Linked DNA regions of Mus musculus: all the other regions are linked to region 4. A link is a contact called in public Hi-C and HiChIP or PLAC-seq data. All regions are on one chromosome and are shown on one strand. Each heading gives the region's core, a stretch centred on a gene start, on an enhancer-like site or on the middle of the called end of the contact. The rest is flanking DNA. Distances are from core to core; before and after follow the strand shown. Region 1 has its middle 62 kb from the start of Gm51629. Region 2 overlaps Gm51629 (a long non-coding RNA gene). Region 3 has its middle 43 kb from the start of Gm51629. Region 4 holds the start of Kansl1l (KAT8 regulatory NSL complex subunit 1-like).

Region 1 (2,882 bases), core at 55-2,554, 650 kb before region 4:
TTTTCTCCATTTCCCTCTTCCTTAATTTTCAAGACATGGTTTCCCAATGAAGTTGGAGCTCAGTGAATCTGAAAGACTGGCTGGCCAGTGAACCTCAGGGACCTGCTTGTTTCTAACAATTTAGACTTGAGATTACAGGTGACCACCATACTCAAGCTGGAATACATAGGTTCTGGGATAACACCACAGTCCTCATGCTAAAAGTATGGCATGGAATACATGCTACATAATTGTTAAAATGTGTGGCATTATTATATTAATTTTAGTGGCTGGTTTTGAGTGTCAACTTGACACAAACTTGGGGTCATCATAGAGGGAGGAGCCTCAGTTGAGGTAATGCCTCTACAAGATCCAGCTTTAGGGCTTTTCCCCCAATTAGTGATCAGTGGGAGAGAGCCTAGCCCATAAAGGATGGTGCCATCCCTGGGCTACTGGCCCAGGGTTCTATAAGAAAGCAGACTGAGGAATCCTTGGGAAGCTAGCCAGTAAATAACACTGCGCCATGGCCTTTGCATGTGCTCCTACCTCCTGGTTCCTGCCATGTTTGAGTTCTTGCCCTGACTTCCTTCAATAATGAACAGCAAAATGGAAGTGTAAACTAAATAAATGCTTTTCTCCCCAACTTGCTTTTTGTACTCAGGGTGTTACATCACAGCAATAGAAACCCAAACTAATACATTAATATTATTCAAAGTAAATTTCATCAAAACCATATTACCAGAAAAGGAGGAAAATGAATTATGATAGGTATCAATTCATCAATAAGATGTAAGAAGTCCTACATGTGTATTAATAATGATTATCACACATGTGCACTAAAAGGATGCATTTTATTTTAGTTGTAGAAAATGCATGTTGGAAATTTTTAATGGAAATAAAAGGAAATAGGGACAATTATATAATTATAGCTGTGGATTTCAATTCTTGAGATTCCATCTGAGAATTAAAGAAAGCAGAGAGGATATCAATAAGTATGTCAGTATAAACAATACCGATTAATGAACATTTATATAACAACCCATTTAGCAGCCAATTGTACAGTTTAACACATTTATAGGGATATATTTTGCATGTTAAAAATTTTCTAATCATCTGTAATCCCAGCACTTGGGGAGTAGATGCTCCTGGATCTCTGAGTTCAAGATCACCCTGGTTTAGGACAGCCAGGGACACACAGAGAAACCCTCCCTCAAAAAGCAAGCAAATAAACAAACCAATCCACCCTCCCAGTACAAACGATATTTGATGAGCACTGAAGAGCTCAGTGGCGTGCTCCCATTCCAGCTGTGGCGCTCTAGAGACACCACACTGAATTCCCACGCTAGTTATGATCAGTTGCTGTTCCCACCCCTGGCCTTGGCCACTAGTGATCTCCTTGTGGGCTTGGCAGCTTTGCTTTTTATAAAATGCCATTCGAATAAAGTCACACAGGAAGTTCTTTGTATCTGGCTCCTTCAATTTAGCAAAATGCCTCAGTGTTTATCCTGGTTGTTTCATGTGTCAGTGTCTGGGCCCTGAGACAGCACTGTGTCCTAGCACAGAAATCTGTCATACTTGGTTCATTCAACTTCCTAAGTGATAGATGTTTGGACGACTTCCATTTTTTGAATATTGGATGTTATGCTCCTATGAGCACGAAGATTTTTTTTTCTAGGCTAAGTGGATGAGAATAGAATAGTTAGGTCATGTGGTAGGTATATTCTTAAGTTTTTAAAGTGGACTAAAAGCTATGCAAAGTAGATGCTCACTTCTGTAATCTTATATTAATCTACAATCCCTAGGGTTTTCCCTGCTCACAGCCATATCAGCACTTGACATTTTTGTTTATCTTTTGAACTGAACACATTTTAGTGTGTATTAGTAACATCTTGTTGCAATTTGAATTAGAATTTCATATTGATTCATGATACGAACCCTCTCTGTATGTTCTTAACTGCTGTTATTATACCCTTGGTAGTGAAGTGCCTGTTATAATATTATTGTGATGGATAATCAGCAATATGAATAACTGTCTCATTTTTAATACATAATGGGGATGTTTATCTCCTTAAACACTACACAGTGAGAATTCTTTATAATTTCTGGATATATGTCCTTTATAAGCAAAATAATTTGAACATATTCTTTCCAATATTGTTTGCTAAGGTTTTTAATAATGAAGCCATTTGAAAAACAAAAGGTTTTAATATTGATTTGTTCATTTTGTGGGAGGAGCTAATGGTTTTGGAATTATAATTAAGAATTCTTTGCCTAATCTGAATCCATGGATATTTTCATCTGTGCTTTGACATGGTCTTTTATATAGTCTTCTGTATATAATATATGTGAGTCTCGGATACATTCTCAGTGAACTCTTGATAATACCACAGAGAATATCAATGATGTTAAATGCCACACATAAAATAAATTTTAAAAATAAAAATAAGCTTTAGCACATTTAAGAGAATGACATTATGAGGATGTAGCTTAAGGTGTGAGGTCCTGGGTTCTACCCTTGTATTTAAATAAAAAAGAATTCAATCATGTAAAGTACATTCTCTACAACAGCTGAATTGAATTTGAAATAAACTGTTGGTATATTACCTAGGACTCTGAAGGGGAACAGTAGGATATGTATCTATGCATACAAGTAGATGAATCATGGAAATGCCTTGTTGTGGAGGTTGAAGAGTGCTAGCATCATCCATTTGAAAGTTAGATAACTATGTGAGCCCTTGACACAACTCTGCTCCAGCCTGAAGTCTGTAACCAGCCTTGGAAGCACAAGGGGGCCTATGAGTTCCATCTTAGAACATGTAGGTCTAGAGCAGAAAGATATGGTGTCCCAACTGAAGACTGAGAGTCATTATGCCCCTCTTTCTGCTTTCTGACCTAATGGGCTT
Region 2 (2,865 bases), core at 222-2,721, 590 kb before region 4:
CTAAAGCCACCAGGCTTTTTTTCTCTAGTCCATTCAAGTAGTTCTGTATTTTCCAAAAGAATGAAAGTACTGAGGAATGCCTGGACAGGAAGTAATCCTTGTATGTTGTTTGGTCAGATAATAAATGCAAATGTTTTCACTACTAATTATTATACATTTATGATAAATTGTCTTTTGAGGGTTATCATATCATGATGATTTACTAAATATTTTAAGAACAATATCCTTGATTTCCACATTTAATAAAAAACAAGGGAGTGATATTCAACAATAGGACCATGCCTCTTTATTTGATGTATGTTAATATTTAAGAATGTCTTTTACCCTTTGTGAATGAAGGGTTCATTTACTTTTAAAATGTCAAGGCAAGCATTGTATGCAAACTTATATTCAATCATTTAGCTTGGTAATGTCATTTTCTCATCCTTATTGGCAAAGTGGCCAAGTATACATAGTTCTAAGCTATGGACCACAGATATATAAATTGAGGCAGCACTGCTCTTGGATCCATCACTCAACAGCAGTCTTTACATTAACATTTGAAGCTGTGTGTGCTGACAAGTAATACTGGGATGTTTATATATTAATATGGAGTGTAATAACGGGAAATTAAGAGTGATTTCTATAAAATTATAAGCATACTTGCCCAAAAGAACCCTGGTATTATTTTGTGGTTTCATTAAATGCTAAAAGTGTTTTTAAAAAACGTTAAGGCAAGGAGATATTTTAACAATAAAGTAAATCTGGCCTCTCAGCATTTTCTGACTTTAAAAGAGTCCTAAAAAGTTCATGCAAATGAAATTCTTCATCAAGGTAGCAAAAGAGAAAGGAATACTATAAATTCATGATGCAACAGACAAGTTGTGAGCTGAGAACTGGGGGCTAAAAATTGAACCTGGGTTCTCTGGAGGAGCAGCCAACACTCTTACCCACTGAGCCATCTCTCCAGCTCCTTTTGGTCTATAACCTTAAAAAGTATAAGAATTCTTAATGAGCCATCTGAAGTACTCTTAAGACCAATTTGTGAAATCTTTAATAAAGGTTTTACATATGAAGAATGTAATTATCAATTGGAACAAGTCAGGGAATAAAACTGAACTTATTATTCATCATTTAACCACCCCTTGTAAAACAGTGAGTGCCTGCACGTTTACACTGTATTTTCCAGTGTGTATTTCACAAAAAGCAGTCTCATATCTTCTCCTGTGATTTCCTCATGAAAAAAATATTTCCAGCAAGCTGCCTTCAGTTTGAAGAGATCCACTTCTGTTTGTCTTAACCAGGTGAGTCTGTGCCCAGAGACTTGCTCACATTCTGCAATCCTGATTCAGGGTGTTTCCTGACATTGAATACTTCAGAGGAGGAGGCAAGCTTTAAAAACAGCGTTCATTACCTCAGATGCTCTCTGTAGCAGCTAGTGGCTAACCCAGGGGAGTTGGAAATACAGGAGAGCAGCCAGGAGGTGAACAAAGCAATTTTGGTAACAATTGGCTGTGGTTTTGTCTTGCACATGTTCTTTGCTTTGATGTAAGCCTTGGCTCACTGCAGCCAATTGAGTTAAATGACTTAAGACAATGACTGCTGAACACACCAGTCAGTAAGATGTTTTTCTTAGCCAGAAAGTAAGGATTACAAGTGTTTTGTGTAGTTTTTGTTTTTGTTTTTGTTTTATACTTTGGATTGTAGGAAGGTAAAGATGTAGGTTCTCTAATATTACCTATTGATTATTCTGTCAGCCTAGAAAATAATCTATAGTCTATAGGATAGGTATTCTAAATTTCATTTCTGATAGTAGTTTGATCAGGATTCAATTTAGTATATTTCACTTTGGAAATAAATATTGCTATGAGAAAGGAAAAGGATTACATTATTATAATTTAATTTGTATATAAATAAAAATAGCAACTCTTTTAAGATATGACATTTTAAGAAAGGGGTATGCTATTGAAGTTTGAAATAATTTACTTATGAAGTAATATTGTATTACACAGTGAAGGAATACATGAAAATTGTTATTTTAGCCCTATGTATATGTGTGTGCATGTTTATTAATGTGTGTTTATTGTATGTATATGCATTTATTATGTGTGTGTTTATGTGTGTTTATGTCTATATGTGTTTATATATGTAGCTCAAATCTATAAATAGGAAGAAGAAATACATAGGTAATTTTCTCAATTTTCAAAGAACACATCTGAATTCTGAATCTTATTTGAGAATATTTTTGTGCATTTTTTGAGATTATAATATAATTGTAGCATCTCTCCCTTCCCCTTCCTTCCTCTGGACCTTCACATATACCTCTCCCTATGCTCCTTCAGACTCATGGCCTCTTTGTCACTTCTTGTTATAGCTTGCATATGTGTATATGCATAAATGTATATATTCCCAATTATAATCTCATTGTCTCCTCCCTGTCAAGGTGGTAATTTCAGTAGAGACTTTCTCAAGTGACAGCTCTTCACTTACTATCAAATGACCATTGATTAAGTTGAAAGCATTCATATCCTTCCCCAGTTTTCCAAGTGTATGGCACAGAATGTACCTAGCTCTATTTATCTTCATCCTACAGACTGGAGAATTGATTTATATTTATATACCAGTTGAGAACAGTCTGTAATACTGTTGGAAGTTTACATAAAGAAATTAACATCCTACTATGTGTTTATACACACAGGCAAACCACAAGCCATGAGTGGAAAACTGCCTTCTGAATAGTTCTTCAAAAGGGATAGTTGAAAAATGTTGTCTTTGAGATATATAAATTATAATTGAAATTTTGTTCTCTCTTTTTATAAAGACAATGGGAAACAACTCTGAATTAAAAGGCTAAATGTTTGTTCTCTTCCACCTTAGGATAGGATA
Region 3 (2,968 bases), core at 57-2,556, 630 kb before region 4:
AGAGCCTATAGCTCTTTATTTTTTTTAATACAAATCATTAAAATGAGTAACCTGTTTTGAAATACAATCTTCACCTCGACCTTCCTAATATATTTGTATTGTAAACAGCACTGCTGCATTTTGTAACCATGAGAACTTACTGCCTTTAAAAAAGGATTGTGTACTTACATGCCTGGAAATATTATGTCCGTAATATTTTAAATTGTTCAGACTAGGCCAGGGATACAGTTCAATTGGTAAAGTGCTTGCAGGAAGCCCCGAGTTAGAGTTCCAGCGTGGCATCAACAGCTCGTGGTAGAGCAGATGAAAACAGGAGGATCAGAGGATCAAGTCAACTTTTACAACAGAGCAGGTTGAGGCTACATGAGACCCTGTTAAAAAAATGAATCACTTAAATTGAGAAGCAAAAAATCGTATATTCCTAAAGCAATTCTTTTGTGCCCTAAAGGGGCATCGGCTGTCAAGATTTTACTAACTATATATGAATCTAAAGGTATTCGACAGAGAAAGATGGATCAGTAAGCCAGCTGAGGCAGGCAGCCAATGAGTGACTTTCCTAAGGTAGTTAATTTGGAACTAGGTATGAGACTGTGTAATTTGTGCCCAGACTCACTGTTTTTAAGGGGTGCCATAGAAGACACATGCCACTCTGGCTCTGTGTCCCCAGACCTACTTATGTTTCTGTTTTCTGAGCTAAGGGTGGAGTAAGGTGGCAGTTGTACCTGCCCAGTCTTGTGACTCAGTTGACTGTCAAATGGATATAAAAGTGGGAGGGACTCGGAATTTTAGGGCCATTCCAACTAGATGTGTGCCAGCTTCTCCTGTGAAAGCTCAGAGACTAAATCTGATCCAGGAAACAGTTAGAGGCTCCTGCCCCAGGGCCATTCCTGTGGCTTGGATCTCAGGATAGAAGCTTAGACTCTGGGGAGGAATGCCCAGACTCAGGGGACCTGGATAGCCAAGGAGTTTAAATCACCTTGAACTATCTTCACCGAGGTCTTCAGGTTCACTGGGGTTGTGTTTAAACTTGGTCCTATGTACAAAGAGAGTCCAACCAAAATAGCCAGGTTGAACTTTTTTTCTGATATGCAGCACCATAAATGTGTTTTCTCAAAAATAGTTTTTGTGCTTCCCCGGCCTTGGCATTTTTAGTTAAAGGAAGTGAAGGAGAAAGCCTGTAGGCCGCTGTCTGTGTCTAATTCCCACTCACCGTCCCACTCCTGCGTGCCTTCCTGTTTCTCTGCCTACAGTGCTTCATCCTTCTTGTGTTTTTGCTTCTTCTAAGGAAATAGCAAATTAAATGGGAATTAGGCGTTGCCATGGTTACTGTGTTCAGTAGCACTACACCTGCACCCACGCTGCTTAGGCATTGTGGAGTCTTCAGTTGACAAATATTTGAAAGGCATGAAGTGCATCTTGGAGGAAAGAAATTAAGCAGAAAGAATGCTTAAATATTTAAAGAGAAACATGCTCTCTGCTGAAGACCGAAACGCTAGCCCTCTCTGGGGAGTGAAGGCATTCGAATGTCTATTACAGAGTACCGAGTAGGGTGTCCTGATCCTCTCGAGGAACATATTTGACCATCAGAGTGGGAGTGCCTGTTTTATCACTGAGAAGACAGGATAGTATTCCTTACAGGATTTTACGTGTACACAGATGGCAAATTCTGAGCATGTTTTTCTCAGAAGTGTCTTTATTGGAAGCCATTTACAGGGGAACCATCTTAACTGTTGCAAGCAGGCAAAGCTGAGAGAGAAAGTGAAACTTATTCTCTGCCCTTCCACTCAGATTCAATTTGATAGTCTGAGGCTAAAACTTTATCTTTAAACAGTTAAGATTGTGTACATTTCAGTAAATGAGATACTTATATGAAGAGGAAGGCTCACTCACTCTTCCTTTGCCACTTGACTGAAAAGCTGGTGTGGCCTCAATAGTTCTTACCTCACATGCAATTATTCATCAGTGTACTCATTTACTAAATGAGGGCTTCAGATCCTAAAGGTAGAGCAGGGACTTTTCTGAGTGTGAAGAATTTCAGGAGAAGCCATTCAAATTCCTGCCCTCAAAGAGGCAATGTTTTATCAGGAAGACACAAAGTTAGCAAATAAAACAAAAATGAATGCCCAGAGACAAATATATATACATATATACATATACATATATATATATATATATATATATATATATATATATATAAACATATATGTGTGTGTGTGTGTGTGTGTGTGCGCGCGTGTCAAGAGCTTGGTTTCAGTGGGATGCACTGCCTTTGTTTGCAAGATTAATAAATACCAAGCTATGGAAGTGGGTGAGTGTTCAAACACAGGGAGTAACATCAACACAGGCAGAAGCCTGGCATAGCTGAGAACCATACAGAAGAAAAATAATAGGAGTCTGATGAACCTGGTACCTAATGAAACAGCAAAGTGAAGCAGAAGGCAGATGCCAAACCTCCTGAGTAGCCTAGACCACAGCTTGACTTGTATTTAACTTGCAGCAATCACGTTTTTGAGGTTGTAAAAGAAGATTATTTTTGAAAATCTTTCACAGCGTTCAGAGATTTAATTATACCTTCTAAATCCCTGTAGCAAGATTTGTATCTTATTCACTAATATGTTAAATCACAAGAGAGGAATAAAATTTCAAAACTCAGAAACCAATGGTGAAGATTGGAGTAGTCACTTATCTAACATAATATTTTAAATGAATACAATATACATTACATTCTTTTTCTGTTAGAGAATTATTTGCAGACCTAACTTAACCTAGTTAGAGCCTTTTTCTATAACCCCACTAAGTTCTTCAAAGGCCTTTAAAGGGAGCAGATCAATTCCATATTGGAGAGGAATAGATAAAAACCAATTCCATTCTCAACATAAAGTTCATTGTTGAGTGCCCTTCGATAGCACCTTTGGTTGTAAACAGTCATGTGCCAAGGAAGAAGCTACAGGGCACAGAAGTCTGCAAG
Region 4 (2,937 bases), core at 366-2,865:
ACTTCACGGCTTATTCTTAAAATTCCAAAAATATGCTAGCTTTGTTAAAAACTGACGTTATGTTACACCACCACATTACGTGGTGATTTATGCTCACTAACACAAGGCACGTGATCTTCATTACACTCTTTTAAGGCAGGAACTGTATTACGAAACGGTTTTCCAGAGGAAACAGATGTATCAGCAAGGCTGTGACTTGCCCAAGGAAACGGCTAGTTAGCTCTCTGGAAACCGCAGAAATCAACCCCCGGCATTACTAAACAGTCTGCGTTCCACACCTGCGCTTTTCCCCCTCCACTGTCGAATTATTTTTAGAACTACTTCTACCCTCAAATCCTGCCTGTTTTGCCAGCTGTGCTCAGGAACAGTTTCGGGGAAGTTATGTTGCTATCAAACTTGCCCTATCCAATCAGGATTTAAAAACCTTTCTACAAACACAAAGTTAAACTATTAAAGGCGGCGGCGGCGGCCAATCTTTCTTAGTCTCTCCGGCACATTCTGCGTCCAAGCTGGGGGAATCAAAGCCAGAAGGTGACTCCCACAACTCCAGTCTCCCGGGAACCCGCGATGGGAACAGCGAGGACAGGGAACCGCCACCGCGCCTTCTGCGGGGGTACCGAGGACGCCCACGCAGCGCCCGCTCCTCGCAAGGCAGATCCCAACAGCTCCTTCCCCGATTTGGGACCACACAACACCGTCCTGCATTTATTTCTCCTTACCAAACGCTGTTTCTTTTTTTAAAGCTAGCCCTCTCCCCTCTTGGGCACAAGCAGCAACACCAACTCGGACCGGTTACCTTTCAATAAACCACAACACTCCCTTCCACCCCAAACAATTCTAAAGGCCAAATCCATAACGGCCCCAAATAAGAAGAAATTAATGTCGCCGCTGGCCAGCCAAGCTCAGCGTTACGGAAAGCTTCCCACAGAGCGCCCCACACCCCCAGGACAGGCGCCGCTGCTCCAGCCTTGCGGGGGGCGGGGGGGGGGGGAGGGAGAGGGCGTGCCCAAGAAAAACCACGTGTTCCGCCTTCTGCGCACGCGCCAGCCAAAACAAAAGGGAGGCCTGCCAAGCCCCGCCCCATCCCCACGTGACTCGAATCCAGGCCCGCCCCCTGCCCCGCCCTCCCCTCCCCGCCGTGTCTGCCAAGGCTGTTAGGTTTAGCCGTTTAAATTTGGCTGCGGTCCGACCCCTGCCCCAAAGCACGGTCTTGTGCCGGGGCCCGCAGTCCAACGGCAAGCAGGGTTCGGGGTGCAAAGGGGGCTGCCCGGCGGACGCCGAGCCCGCGAGTCCACCCGGCGGTCTTCTCCGCTCTTTCCCGCCCCGCGCCGCCGCCGTCCCCCGCCGAGGAGACCCACCCCCCTCAGCCCGCCGCTGCGACGCCGGCCACTCGCCTGCTGGGGCGCCCTGGCTGCCCTCCGCCGCCGCACCTTCGGTCCGGCCGTGGTGGGGGCCGCCGAGGCGATCTCTAGCTGTCCGCCCGCCTCCCCCCACCCGGGGCGCCGCCGACTCGTCTCCAGAGCGCGCCCCGCTCCCGCCCCGGCTGACGCCGCCGCCGCGGTTTAACAGTCCGCCCGCTGCCCGCAGCTCCGGGCGCTCGGGGGACGGAACCCTACGGCGGAGGGAGGGGAGTGGGGGAGGGCGGGGCCCGGCGCCGGCCAATGGCAGCGGGGGAGGGGCGCGCCATGCAAATGAGACGGGCGGCGGGGAAACCCCGGCGGGGGCGGGGCCCGCGGAAGCCGCTGGGAGCGTTCTGAAAGCAGCCTGAGCGCGGTGGCCGAACTCTGCCGGCTCCCAGTGCGTTCCGCGCCGCCGTTGTCCCGCGCTCTCTCCACCCCGGTGCCAGCCCGCAAAAGTCACCCCGCCGGCCGTGCTGCGGGGCGCTGCGGTTTCTTTAGGTCTGTTACAGGAAAATAAGACCTGGAAACTCCGGGCGGGCAGGGCCGTCCTGGCCAGGCCGAGGGTTAAGCAGCCCTCAACGCTCCAACCTTTTGCTTCTATGGGTCCCAGAGGCTCGATCCCGAGTCATGCTCTGTCGGACCTCTGAGGACCTTAAAATAGGTGGCAGACCTGCCATGGATACATTTGAGTTAGCTTATGATTAAGGAGCTCTGCAGTTAACTCTGAGGTAGCGCAGACCAGCGGGATTTTAATGGAAACAGTTGGCTAGAGACAGAAACATCTCTGCGAGCGAGTCTTGCACCTGGCCCAGCTCGCAGCTCGCAGCTCACCACCGTTAAACGCACCCGGGCATTTCCCCAGGCTTGAACTTGATGCTTGAGAAAAAAACGATAGCCTAAATATAGCTCCTTAGATAATAGATTAGACGCTTTGCTAAGCAGATTTTCACTAGAATGCTGTAGGAAGTGAAAAGGCACTAGAATTTTTAGATCGATATATCACTTCTACCTTATTTATTTGGAAGGGCTTACAGGCAGGAGTGTATAGAATTGAAGTCATAAAGAAGCAATACTTAAGACATTACCAGAGTTGGAAAATTAACTGTTCTTTCTTTTTCTAGTACATGAATAAATAGCTGAAATAATTTTTATGATAAACTGCCTACAGTAGGGAAAATGGTTATAAAAATTACTCAGAACAATAATTGCTCAATATGGGTCAAGGATGGGCAGTCCAGAAAATAGATTTGCCTTCATTCAATTAAAAATCATGGACTAACAGTGTGTTGGAGGAAAAAGTAAACACTGGATATTTGTCATATTTAAAGGGATGGGTAAAACACTTAAAGAATGTGGTAGGGTCTGGAGTGATGGTACAAACCTTTAATCCCAGGCACAGGTGGGCCAGCCTAGTCTAGTGGTTAGGTCCAGGATAATCATAGCGACATACTGAGACTGTGTCTAAACCCAAAACAAAACTGCACAGTGGATGTATAGCCGTTTGAGAAGTCAACGGTGATCAAGCAGTTCTAAGATC

The links. Hi-C and Micro-C count contacts between places; a contact is called where the count stands out from the background. HiChIP or PLAC-seq counts read pairs in DNA pulled down with a chosen protein or histone mark.
Region 1: a contact with region 4 is called in a Hi-C map of Sertoli cells, with 5 times the contacts expected there. The contact joins the enhancer-like site here to the promoter of Kansl1l in region 4. A contact is called at or near these places in 11 of 39 promoter capture datasets (the 3T3-L1 cell line, 3T3-L1-derived adipocytes, the C10 cell line and 7 more), 8 of 484 Hi-C or Micro-C datasets (the N1E-115 cell line, Sertoli cells, embryonic stem cells and 3 more) and 13 of 115 datasets of contacts at active chromatin or transcription factors (astrocytes, embryonic forebrain, embryonic hindbrain and 8 more).
Region 2: an H3K4me3 HiChIP or PLAC-seq map of pro-B cells shows a contact between it and region 4, with 2.4 times the contacts expected there. The contact joins the enhancer-like site here to the promoter of Kansl1l in region 4. A contact is called at or near these places in 3 of 39 promoter capture datasets (the C10 cell line and pre-B cells), 1 of 484 Hi-C or Micro-C datasets (pre-B cells) and 2 of 115 datasets of contacts at active chromatin or transcription factors (large pre-B cells and pro-B cells).
Region 3: an H3K4me3 HiChIP or PLAC-seq map of forebrain shows a contact between it and region 4, with 3 times the contacts expected there. The contact joins the enhancer-like site here to the promoter of Kansl1l in region 4. A contact is called at or near these places in 10 of 39 promoter capture datasets (the 3T3-L1 cell line, 3T3-L1-derived adipocytes, the C10 cell line and 6 more), 8 of 484 Hi-C or Micro-C datasets (the N1E-115 cell line, embryonic stem cells, muscle stem cells and 2 more) and 13 of 115 datasets of contacts at active chromatin or transcription factors (astrocytes, embryonic basal ganglia, embryonic forebrain and 7 more).

What each region holds. Positions count from the first base shown.
Region 1 is chr1:66,167,562-66,170,443 of GRCm38.p6, forward strand. No RefSeq gene overlaps it. Among named protein-coding and RNA genes, the nearest start is that of Gm51629, 62 kb to the right of the region's middle. Within about 2 kb of position 1,305, at least 14 of the 459 cell types and tissues checked have an H3K27ac peak or open chromatin away from gene starts, as enhancers often do. A contact at or near this core is called in Sertoli cells and muscle stem cells, where this site is marked.
Region 2 is chr1:66,222,075-66,224,939 of GRCm38.p6, forward strand. Gm51629 (a long non-coding RNA gene) reads right to left here. Exons shown (of 3, transcript XR_003947841.1): 3 at 1-2,865. It also overlaps a transcript of Map2 not described here. Among named protein-coding and RNA genes, the nearest start is that of Gm51629, 7.2 kb to the right of the region's middle. Within about 2 kb of position 1,472, at least 7 of the 459 cell types and tissues checked have an H3K27ac peak or open chromatin away from gene starts, as enhancers often do. A contact at or near this core is called in pro-B cells, where this site is marked.
Region 3 is chr1:66,185,940-66,188,907 of GRCm38.p6, forward strand. It overlaps a transcript of Map2 not described here. Among named protein-coding and RNA genes, the nearest start is that of Gm51629, 43 kb to the right of the region's middle. Within about 2 kb of position 1,307, at least 44 of the 459 cell types and tissues checked have an H3K27ac peak or open chromatin away from gene starts, as enhancers often do. A contact at or near this core is called in astrocytes, forebrain, hippocampal neurons and 1 more, where this site is marked.
Region 4 is chr1:66,815,980-66,818,916 of GRCm38.p6, forward strand. Kansl1l (KAT8 regulatory NSL complex subunit 1-like) reads right to left here and starts at 1,616. Exons shown (of 15, transcript NM_001122738.1): 1 at 1,395-1,616.